Regions from separate parts of the Danio rerio genome. Here region 2 is linked to region 1. Evidence: chromatin contacts called from public Hi-C data. All regions are on one chromosome and are shown on one strand. Each heading gives the region's core, a stretch centred on a gene start, on an enhancer-like site or on the middle of the called end of the contact. The rest is flanking DNA. Distances are from core to core; before and after follow the strand shown.

Evidence for each region. A called contact is a pair of places that touch in the nucleus more often than the background predicts.
Region 2: a contact with region 1 is called in a Hi-C map of fibroblasts, with 6 times the contacts expected there. The contact joins the enhancer-like site here to the promoter of prdm16 in region 1. A contact is called at or near these places in 4 of 18 Hi-C or Micro-C datasets (caudal fin, embryo, fibroblasts and 1 more) and 2 of 4 datasets of contacts at active chromatin or transcription factors (caudal fin and embryo).

The regions. Positions count from the first base shown.
Region 1 is chr8:57,827,721-57,833,847 of GRCz12tu, forward strand. prdm16 (PR domain containing 16) reads left to right here and starts at 3,092. Exons shown (of 16, transcript XM_073911182.1): 1 at 3,092-3,217. The coding sequence starts at 3,181. LOC108190986 (a long non-coding RNA gene) reads right to left here and starts at 2,857. Exons shown (of 2, transcript XR_012384762.1): 1 at 2,131-2,857; 2 at 130-410.
Region 2 is chr8:58,104,809-58,110,935 of GRCz12tu, forward strand. All of the region lies in intron 3 of prdm16 (PR domain containing 16), which reads left to right. Among named protein-coding and RNA genes, the nearest start is that of nppal, 250 kb to the right of the region's middle. Within about 2 kb of position 3,948, at least 2 of the 62 cell types and tissues checked have an H3K27ac peak or open chromatin away from gene starts, as enhancers often do.

The DNA.
Region 1 (6,127 bases), core at 1,842-4,341:
AATATTAATGATAGTAATATTATAATAAGTTCCGTAGGGCCTATTTGTATTAAACATTAATGAAACCATTAAAGTTTGTATAAACATTTTGAAGTGTTTAATCCAACACAATGACAATGAGACAATAGGTGCCTGTATGTATTTTATTTCACTTAATAAAACCCTACTTACAACTGTAGACATATTCAAACAAATAAAATAACAGGGATTTGTTTAGTCTAGTGATTGATATACCCAACTGACAAACCTCTTTATTAAATTATTGATAAAATAAATAAATACAATATATGTTGCTGACATCAGTTCTCAAGGTGGATGTTCTGAGGCCTGGTTTACAGAACACCTCTCTTCCGGGGTTTGGGCCAGCATCCCTCCCTTCCTGCGCTAAACCACAGGAAAATGGCAACAATCTGGAAAGAAAATAGTCCAAATGCGTGGTTACATGGCCGTCACGTTTCCAGGAGCTCGTAAAAAGGCAGACGCTTAAATGACGCAGAAAACTATTCCCCAATGAGCTTGTGATGAGGAGCAACACTTTTCTTTACAACTGTAATTACAGTTAAACGCCTTTACAAAGGTGTTGGTCCTTATGAAGAAAAGAAATTGTCAAGCCCGATGCGTGAGAGATTTTCATTTGAATTAATGTGTAGTGAAAGGACAAAAACCAGCATGTTGTTTTATTGTGGAGTTGAAACAATCTGCGCGCTATAAGATAAATCAGCAGCTGAATTAGCTTTATGCAAAATTGTCTGAATGATAACAATAATAATATTGTCATAGTTTTAACCTCCATAAATTATAATTTATGCATAATGGGGAATATAATGGGCTATCATCTGTCTTATTGTTTCCCGAAGACGTAAAATAATTTCATTCACATGAATTTTATCAACAATATGTTTCGTGTCAAGCGGATATGTCTTGACAAAACGTTTAATACGGAGTCAATCAATAAACCAGTAAATGTCATTTAAGAATGGGGAGCTTAAGATTACTTCTTTAAGAAAAATAAACGGCAGGATTTTATATGAAAATGTTTAAAATTATTTCATTCATAATCAGTTTAGCCTTTTTTAATTCGCCAAAATGAAATGCGAAATTGTGACTTCATTTATAAATGAAATAGGTTGTGGAGTTTGTTTGCACAAAATGCCAGCAATCCACTGTTTAGTTCTCAGAGAAGAAAAATACGCATGAATTAAAAATGTGGTGTTGGGTTACGCGCCTTTTACGGCCTATTACATTATTATGTATATATACATCATTATCTATCATGTCTGAAACAAATAATTAAAAATAATAATAATCATTGCTTTAAACAAATTTTACAGTATTTATAAACAATAATATGCATTGGTTTTAATTTGTCAGCGGCTCAGACTTCAATATCATCTTCAATATAGTGATAAGCTCACACATTATTACCAACGGAAAAGACTGACAGCGACCCTCAAAGTGAGTGCACATGCATTACTGTTAATAGCTGCTTTAAATGCCTTGAAAGACACCTGCTCGATCCCATATTCTCCCACGGGATCTGATGACAAAATGAGATCTGTTTATTGTAGAATAATGGTCTTCTAATGACAAAGAGAAATAATACAGTTTAATGTGACTTCCCAAAAACAAAACAATAAAACAAAACCAACAATATTATTATTATTATTAATAATAATAATAATAATAGCAATAATAATAATAATAATGATAATAATAATAATAATGCCCTAATGTATAATTACAGAATGTGTCAAAAGCGCCAAAAATCAGGTTTTATTATATTTAAAAAATTAAAATAATTCAAATGCAATTTTAATGTCCAAGTTAGCGCAAAATGCTAAAACCATATTATTCCCGATAGTAACTGTCGGCGAAATTCTGACATGTATCGTTTAATAAGTCCAACATATCCGATTTTACGTGCCAACTGCAGAAAATAACTTCAGATGTTGATCCTGCTATTGGACTACCGAAGCATGGTTCTGACAGCACGCATATACAGCCTTTAAGATGACCGGTAAAATACACTGATTGAGCACATGCAAACATGATTGCAGTTCTAATGCTTACAGTAGTCTATACTTTGTTTTACGTGCAAAAAAATAATTTAACAGAATCACGTATACTTACACAAATGAATATCGGTTGCCTTGTCAAACTCTGCCGGGTTTACCTGCACATAAACAGCCTCAACGACGTATAGCGTGGTACATAACCTAATCTAGACCTAAGACTGAAAGTGCATTGTTTCAAAAGAGAGTTAAAATGCATACCTTTTCCGCCCGGATCCCACGCATGCACTCATACTGTATTTCTGCTCTTTCTCCTCACACACACACACGCACACACATACACATATACACACACGCACGCACACACACACACACACACACACACAGAAGCACGCACGCGGGAGCTGCTGGCTGTCTGAGTCTAGCGCGCGCTGACTCGGGTGGCAATAGCAACATTGAAACTGAACACACCTTTTACCTATTTATGGAGCGCACCTAAATTAATAATGTTAATAGTTTTCAGATATATAAATATAAGGCACTCGACAATACTCTTACATCAATGTCAGGGTAAGATTGTTACAATAAAATACAATATTAGAGTTATGCGCAGATGACATTCGTATATATTCTTTTTCAAATAAAACATCAATAATAATAATACTAATAACAATAATAATAACAGTAAATTACATTTTATGCATTTTTTAACGTAATTACACATATTATAACAAAGTTTTTATGCTTTAAATAGTTGCGTATTGATTGGGTGCATGAAATGCTCGTGATTACCTTGCGCGTGAGGGCTGCGACCTTGACCCCGTCCAGGATTCAATGTCCAGTGTGGTACCGGATTCCGCAGGTCCCTGAAAAATAGCACTTATTCCTCTTGGAGGGCTCAAGAAGGGGAGGTGGGGGGCGATCCGAGATGTTGCGGAGCGAGTGGAGGAGGAGGGAAAGAGATAAGTGATCTAAAGGAGACACGATAGGACAAAAAGTGATGATGATGAATACATTGGAAAGTTTTTTGGCCCTGACGAGGGTGTCAGATTGAATGGCCTGTGCGCATGTGCGAAGGTGTCCAAACTGACAATGCTCGTGAGATGAAGATAGCGCTGCTGCTGCTTCTGAGCTCAAGGAGGACGCGAGGAATCTACAAGCCGACAAGATGAGATCCAAGGCGAGGGCGAGAAAACTGGCCAAAAGTAGGTCCTTATTGCGCTTCTTTCGCTCCCGAGCGGCCGCACGGTACTTTGAACCCTTGCGCACATCACCAAAGTGTCATTTTCATTGATCAGTTCCTGCTGAGAGCGCGTCTTTGTCCGGTGCGTTTGTTTTCCAGCTCTCAGTTGCATTGAAATCGCTCAAACTCTCCGTGATCCGCGCGTCCACCCTTTAGACCAGATGCTGCCGTAGTGTGCTTGTTCAGAAGTTTCTCGTTTGTGTGATGGTGCTTTGGCTGAAATGGTCAGGAGAGCGTTTCCACGCCGCGTTGTTTCGCTCTCTTGTTTTAGCGAAGTCGAGAAACCGTAGAGAATTGTTACACGAAAGTTAGCGAAGAGTTGTCGAAAGGGATAGTAACTTTTTTATTGAGTGGTTCCAGGTCTTGTGAAATCATATTCCTGCTTGTTGAAATAGTGGGCGCTCTAGCACTGCTCATGGACCCCAGGACGCACAGAGCGAGCGTGGAGATCTCCTGAGCTTTCAGCCTGCCCACTGGATGCCATGTAGAAGAAGGAATATTAAACAAATACGGACAAATTTCACGTTTATTTTAAATTAGGAGGAATATTTGTGTTGTGAGCTCTGTCGCAGTTCGGTGTGCTTCATCTGCAAATGGCGAATCAATAATGCATAGATGTGTCATACCGAAGAAAACAGACTCAGCTATTTTGTGGACTCTTTCTGAGGCGAGGAAAAGTGTGTAAATCTCCTCTGGATTTAGCGTGATGTCTTTGCTTGTTTGTTTGTTTATTTGTTTGGCTTTCGCTTGTATTCCGACTTGTTAGCATTAGGTATGGTCTAGGAGCTAACTGTTTTCTTACCGAGTGTCCGAGGAATTGTGAGAAGTTTTGCATGCGATTATAGCTTTCAGTGCAATCTGAACATAGTTATTACTTATGCAATTAATTCTAAAAGGCTTTATTACATGTGCCAAATCGCTACATAATAATTAAACATTTAAAACGCTCTTTGAGAATTCTAACGAATTAAATAGCGAGCTATGTGATGACACAACATTTGTTTAATCTGTTTAATTTACCCAAATGTTTTTCTTAACTAAAGAAAAGCCGAGCAAGTCATATGTGGAGTTACAGCAAAAATGCGCGGTTTGATGCTCACCGCAAATGTTTCAGCGAAATTATTTAAGATGTTTACTAAAATATTAAGACATTTTAAGTGTTTTGAACAAATGTAGTTAGGCCTGGTGACCTGTTGATTCAAATTACCGTGCATCCTCAGTTTGTTTCGGGACATAAACCTGGGCCTCGATATTTTAACTTTAAAATGTCTGTTGCACATGAAACGTGTATTGCGATTACTTCCGAGAAAAGGTCAGACTGTCCTTTTTTTCTTGTTATGCTGTTGGTCAAGATTAATTCGGTTTTGGGTTGGAGGTCAATTGCACGACAGCTCTCCTAAGTGTTCAAACAATATATATAAGACTTTATTTAATTTACATTCAAAGTTGGGCTATATTAATTGCAAATATAATGGTTTCATTTTTGTGTTGGAGAATGTTGAGGGCCCTGATTTCAACCCTCAAAAACACAAGCGCTCATTAAAGTGTATTCACATAGCTTATACATTACTCACTTTCTCTTTTTTTAATCAGTGTTCTGCTCTTCCAGATTCATATTCGACATATTTACTTATGGCTACTTTCCATCCGCGTTATCATTTAGTTATAGAGTCAGCGGGTTCCCGTGTTCCAGTTCAGTTCCTCACACATGTATTATGATATTCCTATTTATCTGCATTAATTTTAAGTTATATGTTTAAGGGGGCTTACAGTAATAACAATATTATTATTAAATAATAGTTATTAAAAATATTACTAATATACAGAACGATTTATGATTTTTTAAATGTATTAATTGTTATTAAATATCATATATTTAATATTATAAATAATTTAAATGATTATTATTACTATTGCTCAACAGTTTGCCGTCTCGTAATTATGAAAAGGAATTGCAGGCATAGCCGAGAAGCTTCTTAAATGTGATACATTTTTTAATGAGACATCGACGGCCATGGTTTTATTTATTTTTCACACTTCAATGGTGCCAAATATTAAAGCCACAATTACATTAAATTACGCGATATTAAAATAGGTTAATATGGGATCCATATGAGGTTCAAACCCCCATCTGGCGGCTGGATCATCTGCTAATAGTGCACGAATCAAGAGCCCATAAACGCAGGTACTTACAAGAGCTTGATTTGTAATGTTAGGCCCTTCATTCATTTTTGTTTCGAGGAGCTTTTAAAGCCTTTTGATTGAAAACGAGTATTATGAGGTAAATTAGTACACTTACATGGACACTTTGTTCAAGCTTTACCCTTTGTATAATTATCACACGAGAATCTTAAGCGCAATTTCACAGAGGAATCAGTTTGTCACCGTATTTCGCATGAAACAATCTCTCTTTGTATAATGCGTTTTAACGATTACTAACCCTTTTGCTATTGCATATTTCATATTTTATATACGCTTTAATTCTAAACTGTATTTATAATATTACTGTAACCCATTTTTAAAAAACAATCAGCAGTTTGAGTTACGTTTCCAGCCAATAACCTCAAATGAAGCTCGGCTATGTTCCAAGAAAAAAAGTAGACCGACAATATGCATACAGTAAAATGACGTCACTGAGAACATTTAGATCACTCATAATTAGTAGTGCGAACATACAATGAGGCGTTTAGAATATTTTAATGCAATATAATACATGCATTGGATTTATTTTAGATTGCTAATGCATATGTTTATAATAAATGTATTTAATTTTGACATTTTAGTAACATAGATTTTGTATTTCATGTTAGGGTCACACTCATTTCCCCCCTCCCTTCCCCTAAAATGAGGGTTTTCTTTTCTTCCCCCCCAA
Region 2 (6,127 bases), core at 2,698-5,197, 280 kb after region 1:
TATTATTATTATTGTTGTTATTATTATTATTATTGAAATCATTTTCAACATAGCATTTTTTCAAATAAATTTTCATCTGGTTATTATTTTATTATGCTAAACATTGATTTGTTATCGGAAGTGTTTTATTACCAAATCAACACACTAAAATTACTTTTAAATGATTTAGGATACTTGCTGGAATTTCAAATATGTGATTACAGGAATAAATCAAATGTTTTTAAAATATCTTAATAAGTTGTTGATCAAATAACTGCACCTTCAATAAATCTTACCGAACATTAAGACAAACTCTTTTTATGAACAAGTGACATTCTCGAAAATGAACTGGTCTTTAGAATGCTGTGAAAACGAAAGCCAACTAATCTCCTCACGCAGGGTCTCGATCTGTGCTGTTTACCAGTCAGGAAACTTTGAGATCATACTTGGCTTCCATTTCCTTGTTTAGTAGCGAAGGGCAGGTTATACGAGCAATCAGGATATGGGGGTTATCCTGGATGACCTGCCTATTGAGTCCCATTCCTCAGATGAGTGCCGTGAAGTGCTCAACAGAGGGTGTCAGAGGGAGGAATTAACACGCTTTACATATTGCTTCATGTCAGAGATGATTCTTCATGGATCCTTTTCACAAGACACGTTTAAAGGTCATCATAATCTTACATCCTTGAAAGTTTAATATTTCGATTTATTGTTATTTTTAAACGTATGAACATTAAATTCATTTATGTATGTATTATATAATCTTTGCATCATAAATAAATCACCGCTTGTTTGTAAGGCAGTGTCTGTGGGGCTTAGAGTTAATTTGACGTTATTCTCTCCTCTGGCTGCCTTCATCAGTCTCACACTATTTTCCCCCCTTTTCCGAAAGTCTTTATAACACCATTGTGGTGTGTTTTTTTATTAATTCAGCAAATAGGATTGTAAAAAAGTTATTTGTTGTACTCTCCCATTCACTGCGCTCTAAGTTTACCCAACTATGAGGAATTCTGCTGCAGAGAAACTCAAAAAGTATTAAGCATGCTGATCTGTGGTAGTTACAGTTGAAGTCAAAATCATTAACCCCCCTTTGATTTTTTTCTTTTTTAAATATTTCTCAAATTATGTCTAACTGAGCAAGGAAATTTTCATAGCATGTCTGATAATATTTTTTCCACTGGAGAAAAGTCTTATTTGTTTTATTTTGGCTAGGAAAAAAGCAGTTATTAATTTTTTAAACACCATTTTATGGACAAAATGATTAGCCCCTTTAATCCATTTTTTTCGATAGTCTACAGAACAAACCATCGTTGTACAATAACTTGCCTAATTACCCTAACCTGCCTAGTTAACCTAAGCCTTTAAATGTCACTTTAAGCTGTGTAGAAGTGGCTTGAAAAATATCTAGTCAAATATTATTTACTGTCATCATGGCAAAGATAAAATAAATCAGTTATTAGAGATGAGTTATTAAAACTATTATGTTTAGAAATGTGTTGGAAAAAAAATCAGCTCTCCATTAAACAAAAAACAGGGAAAAAATAAACAGTGGGGCTAATAATTCTGACTTCAACTGTATCTTTGAGTATTTTTTATTTATTTATTTATTTATTTTTTGCTTTTATTAACACAACAAACTCTAAATAAGGTGCAATTTGAATAATAACACTATTGTAAATTATAAGTTTTAGATTTTAGCAAGTAATGTTTGTAATTACTATACATATTTCCCACTATTTTATTAAATATATCTTATTTCGCATGTTTTGTGTTAAGTAATGCAATAAAGCATAGGGTGCAAATTACCCTATCCACAGGTACTGGTTAGAATGATAAAAGTCATATTATATTAGATTAGATTAGATTAGATTCATTATAATAATGTATATTTAAATAACATTGTTTTTATTTTGTTTGTTTAGCATTTTAGTCTGTGCCTAATCAATTAATCATGAGTGAAGGACAAACCAGACGAGAAAGCTAAATGCATGCCAAGAAGAAGATACAGGAGGTGAAAGCACACCAACAGAAAGAAAAGGGATTGTACAGGTTCTTCAGAGCGCCCCTAGAGTTAAACAATGCCCCTGATCAGCCGATAGACTGTGTGTACAAAATAACAATAGTGTTTAAATTTGTACATTATTTAGCATGCCTTGTTTTTAGCCAATGAGCATAAAATAATATTTTGCTAAGGATATTGAGAACTTTCCCATATTTGGCAGTATCTCTTCAAAAAATGTCCCATCTATTTCCTCCATGTTGTCCAACATCACATAAGTAACATTTTAATTACAGCACATATGAATCATACTATATGTTTATAAAGCATTGAAGGTGTTGCATGGATCTGTTTCAGCTGATCTTGGGTCAGGATCCAGCAGGTTGACATGTACTGAAGAATCTCCGCATTCACAGCACTTGAGGCCATTCTCTCTCCTGCTTCCTCTGGTCTCACCGGGAGGAAAGCTGTGTTTGTGTGGCTGTGGAGACGTGGTGAAAGGCGCTGGGACCTCCCTCCCCTCTCCTCTCGAGTCGCATATTGTTTAAAAAAAAAAAAACACTGTTTCCTTGCTTGTTGAGAAAAAAGTGGCTGTGTTTCAAACAATCGCAGGAGGCTACAATTCGTTTGTGTATTATGATAAGGCAAGGCAGGGAAGGCGAAGTCTAGTCCCGAGCCCCCTCAACAGTTTATTTTGCGTTAAGCAGCAACAACAGTATAAGCAAACGTCACAGAAGAGGCTGGATGAAAACTCAAGAACACCCCCCTTTTGTATACGTGGTGTTAAAACGTTGTTTGAGATACCTGTGACAATCTTATATTTTGACTACACTTAAATAATGCAGATCTGTCACCATCCTGATTATGGACGCTTAGGTTTACTTCACTAAATTGCAATTAAATCCTAATCTAATCATGATTAACTAAATATAGTTGGAAAGGTCATATTTTACTGTGGTATTATTTGTGGTAACATTCTTTAAACATAATATTACAGTCTAAACATGAAGCAATAATGTGTGGTTCATACTTCCTGCGTGGCTCCAAAACGATTGATTGTTCAAACTGAATGTTATTTACAACTCTATTACCTGTTATTCACAGCCTATGTGAGTCTGTTCACTAAAGTAGACTTCATTCACAGGCGCGCCCGCCCTCTCTGTGGTAACAGCTCACGGTCAGTTCACATCACGTGTGGTTTCGAGCCGCTAATACATCATTACATGAAGACAGAAATACAATTTTTGGATGAATTATACCTTATAAATACAGTTTGTGACACTTTTAACACTATTTGGAGGTGTCCACGTTGCTGAGCAATGTATGTAAAACAATGGGAAGACGTGTGCGGCCGCCTTCGCTTCTCTCCTGACCTTGAAAATATGATTGGCAGAATCGTAGAAACGCTGGATTAAGATCGTCTTGGGGGTCACATCAAGATCGAGAATCCAATCAGCTCTAATGTATAGTTTGTCTAAGTGATGTATACAAACTATATAGTATACTGTGAGCAGGGATACAATCAGCCAGCGCAGTCGTAGCTCCATAGTCAAAGGCGACATTTTGTGTCTGCCGGTTCGTTTACTTGCTGGAGTTCAAAATTCTGGCTCAGATCAAAGCAATCTAAATAAAATAAAATAAAATAAAATAAAATAAAATCTGAATTTAATTAAATTAAAATCAAAATTAAATCAAAAGTAAGTTAAATTAAATTAAATAAAAAATAAGAAAAATAAAATAAAGATAAAAATTAAGATAAAAATAAAATCAAAATTAAATTAAATTGAATTAAATTAAATTAAATTAAAATAAGCAACCGTGCCTTTTTTAGAGTGTAGGCCCTTCAGCTGAACGTTCTGAATACCAAGTTTATTTGTGAATATGATTGAGTTTGGGACGTGATGCTGTGGATTTTTTGGCCTGCGTCAGTGCATATGTGTGTGTGCTGCACTTCAGGAAATCCTGCTGTGCACAGGCGCCCTCTATTGCCAAAGCCCAGTGTGTGTGTGCTGGATTGGTCATGGGTACTGCTCCACTACGTCTTCTGCAGCATAAAAAAGCACTATACTAAAGCAATGTGCCATAAAAAGCCAAATATGCAGTGCGTTGAGTAAACAAAGTACATCTCCATCCCTCTCTCTGGTTCTGTTGCATGAATTGTCGCCGGCATATTCAGTTTTGTGCTGCGATATATCATATCTGGGATGTTTAATGGACTTGTAGTAAGCCAGATACCAAAACAAACAAGCCATGGTGGACCAGCGGACTTTGTTTGGAACAAAGACAAAGAAGAGGATGTTTTGGATAAAAGTTGCACGTCTAAGCAGCGTTACGCTCCGAAATCTGTTTAGACAACTGCTGAATGTTTGGCTTTCCCCCGCTGCGCCCTGAAAACGATACAGTGAATGTGGCTCTTACAAATTAGCCCCCCTTAGCTACCATTCAACACTTTCTGATCTCAATGAAGCCGCCTGACAACTCCACAGCCTGCACTCGTGTCAGGAGATGCGCGTCTTCTTTTCTCTCTATGGTGATGCTCAGCAATTTTTTTAAAAATGTGAAAAAAATACAAAGAATTTCTGGAGAATGGAAATAAGTATGTTGTTTGGGAAACCCTGTGTGTGTGTGTGTGTGTGTGTGTGTATGTGTGTGTGTGTGTGTGTGTGTATAAACATATTGTTTGTTTTTAATAATAACAAAAACATTTTTATATCTTGTAAAATGAGACGAATATGCATAACTAATGCAGTCGTAAAGATTTGATCGCAATTTTCTGTCTATATAGAATTGTACTATATATAAAAATATTTATTATTATTATTATTATTATTATTATTATTATTATTATTGTTATTATTTACATACATATTGTTATTGTTATTATTATTGTTTACATATGTATTATTATTTTTATTATTATTATTATTTTTATTAATATTATTATTATTTAATTACATATTGTTATTGTTATTATTATTTAACATTATTATTATTATTGTTTACATATGTATTATTATTATTGTTGTTGTTGTTGTTGTTATTCATTTATTTACTTATTATTATTATTTGTTATTTATTATTGCAATAATTAAAATTATTGCATAATTATCATTATACAAATTCACTATATATATATAAATGTATTATACATTTAAATTATTATAATTTATTATTTTATTATTATTAATATTTATGTATAAATGTATTATTATGATTATTGTTGTTGTTGTTGTTGTTGTTGTTGTTGTTTTAATAATTATTATTATTATTTATCCATTTACTTATGTATTAATATTATTAAATATTATTATTTTTATTATTATTATTTACATATGTATTATTATTTACGTATATTATTATTATTATTATTATTATTATTATTTATCAATTTACTTGTTTATTATGATTATTAATAATGTTATTATTAATAATAATATTCCATTCACTTATGTATTAATATTATTATTTATTATTATTGTTAATATTTTATTAATATAATTTACATATGCATTATTATTATTATTATTATTATTATTATTATTTATCCATTTACTTATGTATTAATATTATTATTTATTATTATTGTTGATATTATTATTATTATTATTATTATTAGTTACATACATATTATTTACATATATATTATTGTTATTATTATCATTAATTATATTTATTTATTTACAAATTTATAATTGTTTTTTATTTACATATGTATTATTATTATTATTATTTATTTTATTTTATTTTTTGGGCTGTGTAATATTCTGTGTTATCCTAATTTTTCTGTGTATTATCCTGTGTATATTCTAATTTACAGTGTTTTTAGTACACCATTTTTTTTTTCTTCCTTTGGTACAGACTGTTTTAGCTTTAATTCTTTGCTGCAAAGATTTATGTCTGAAACGCTGTGAAGGAATGAGCGGTTGCACTGATACCTTCACACTCAGCCTCTATAAGTGAGGGTTACAAATGCTCTTAAACGAAAGAGGAAATTGAGAGTTTAAATCGTCGCTGGATTTTTTTCTTTCTCTGTCTATCCAGGAGCAGTATTATATTGCGAGATGCAGGTCTGTTTCGGCGCGAGAGGAGATTGAGAGGCGTGAGAAAGCCATGTGAATTTCTGCCCCCTCGCATAAAAGAACCTCTCTT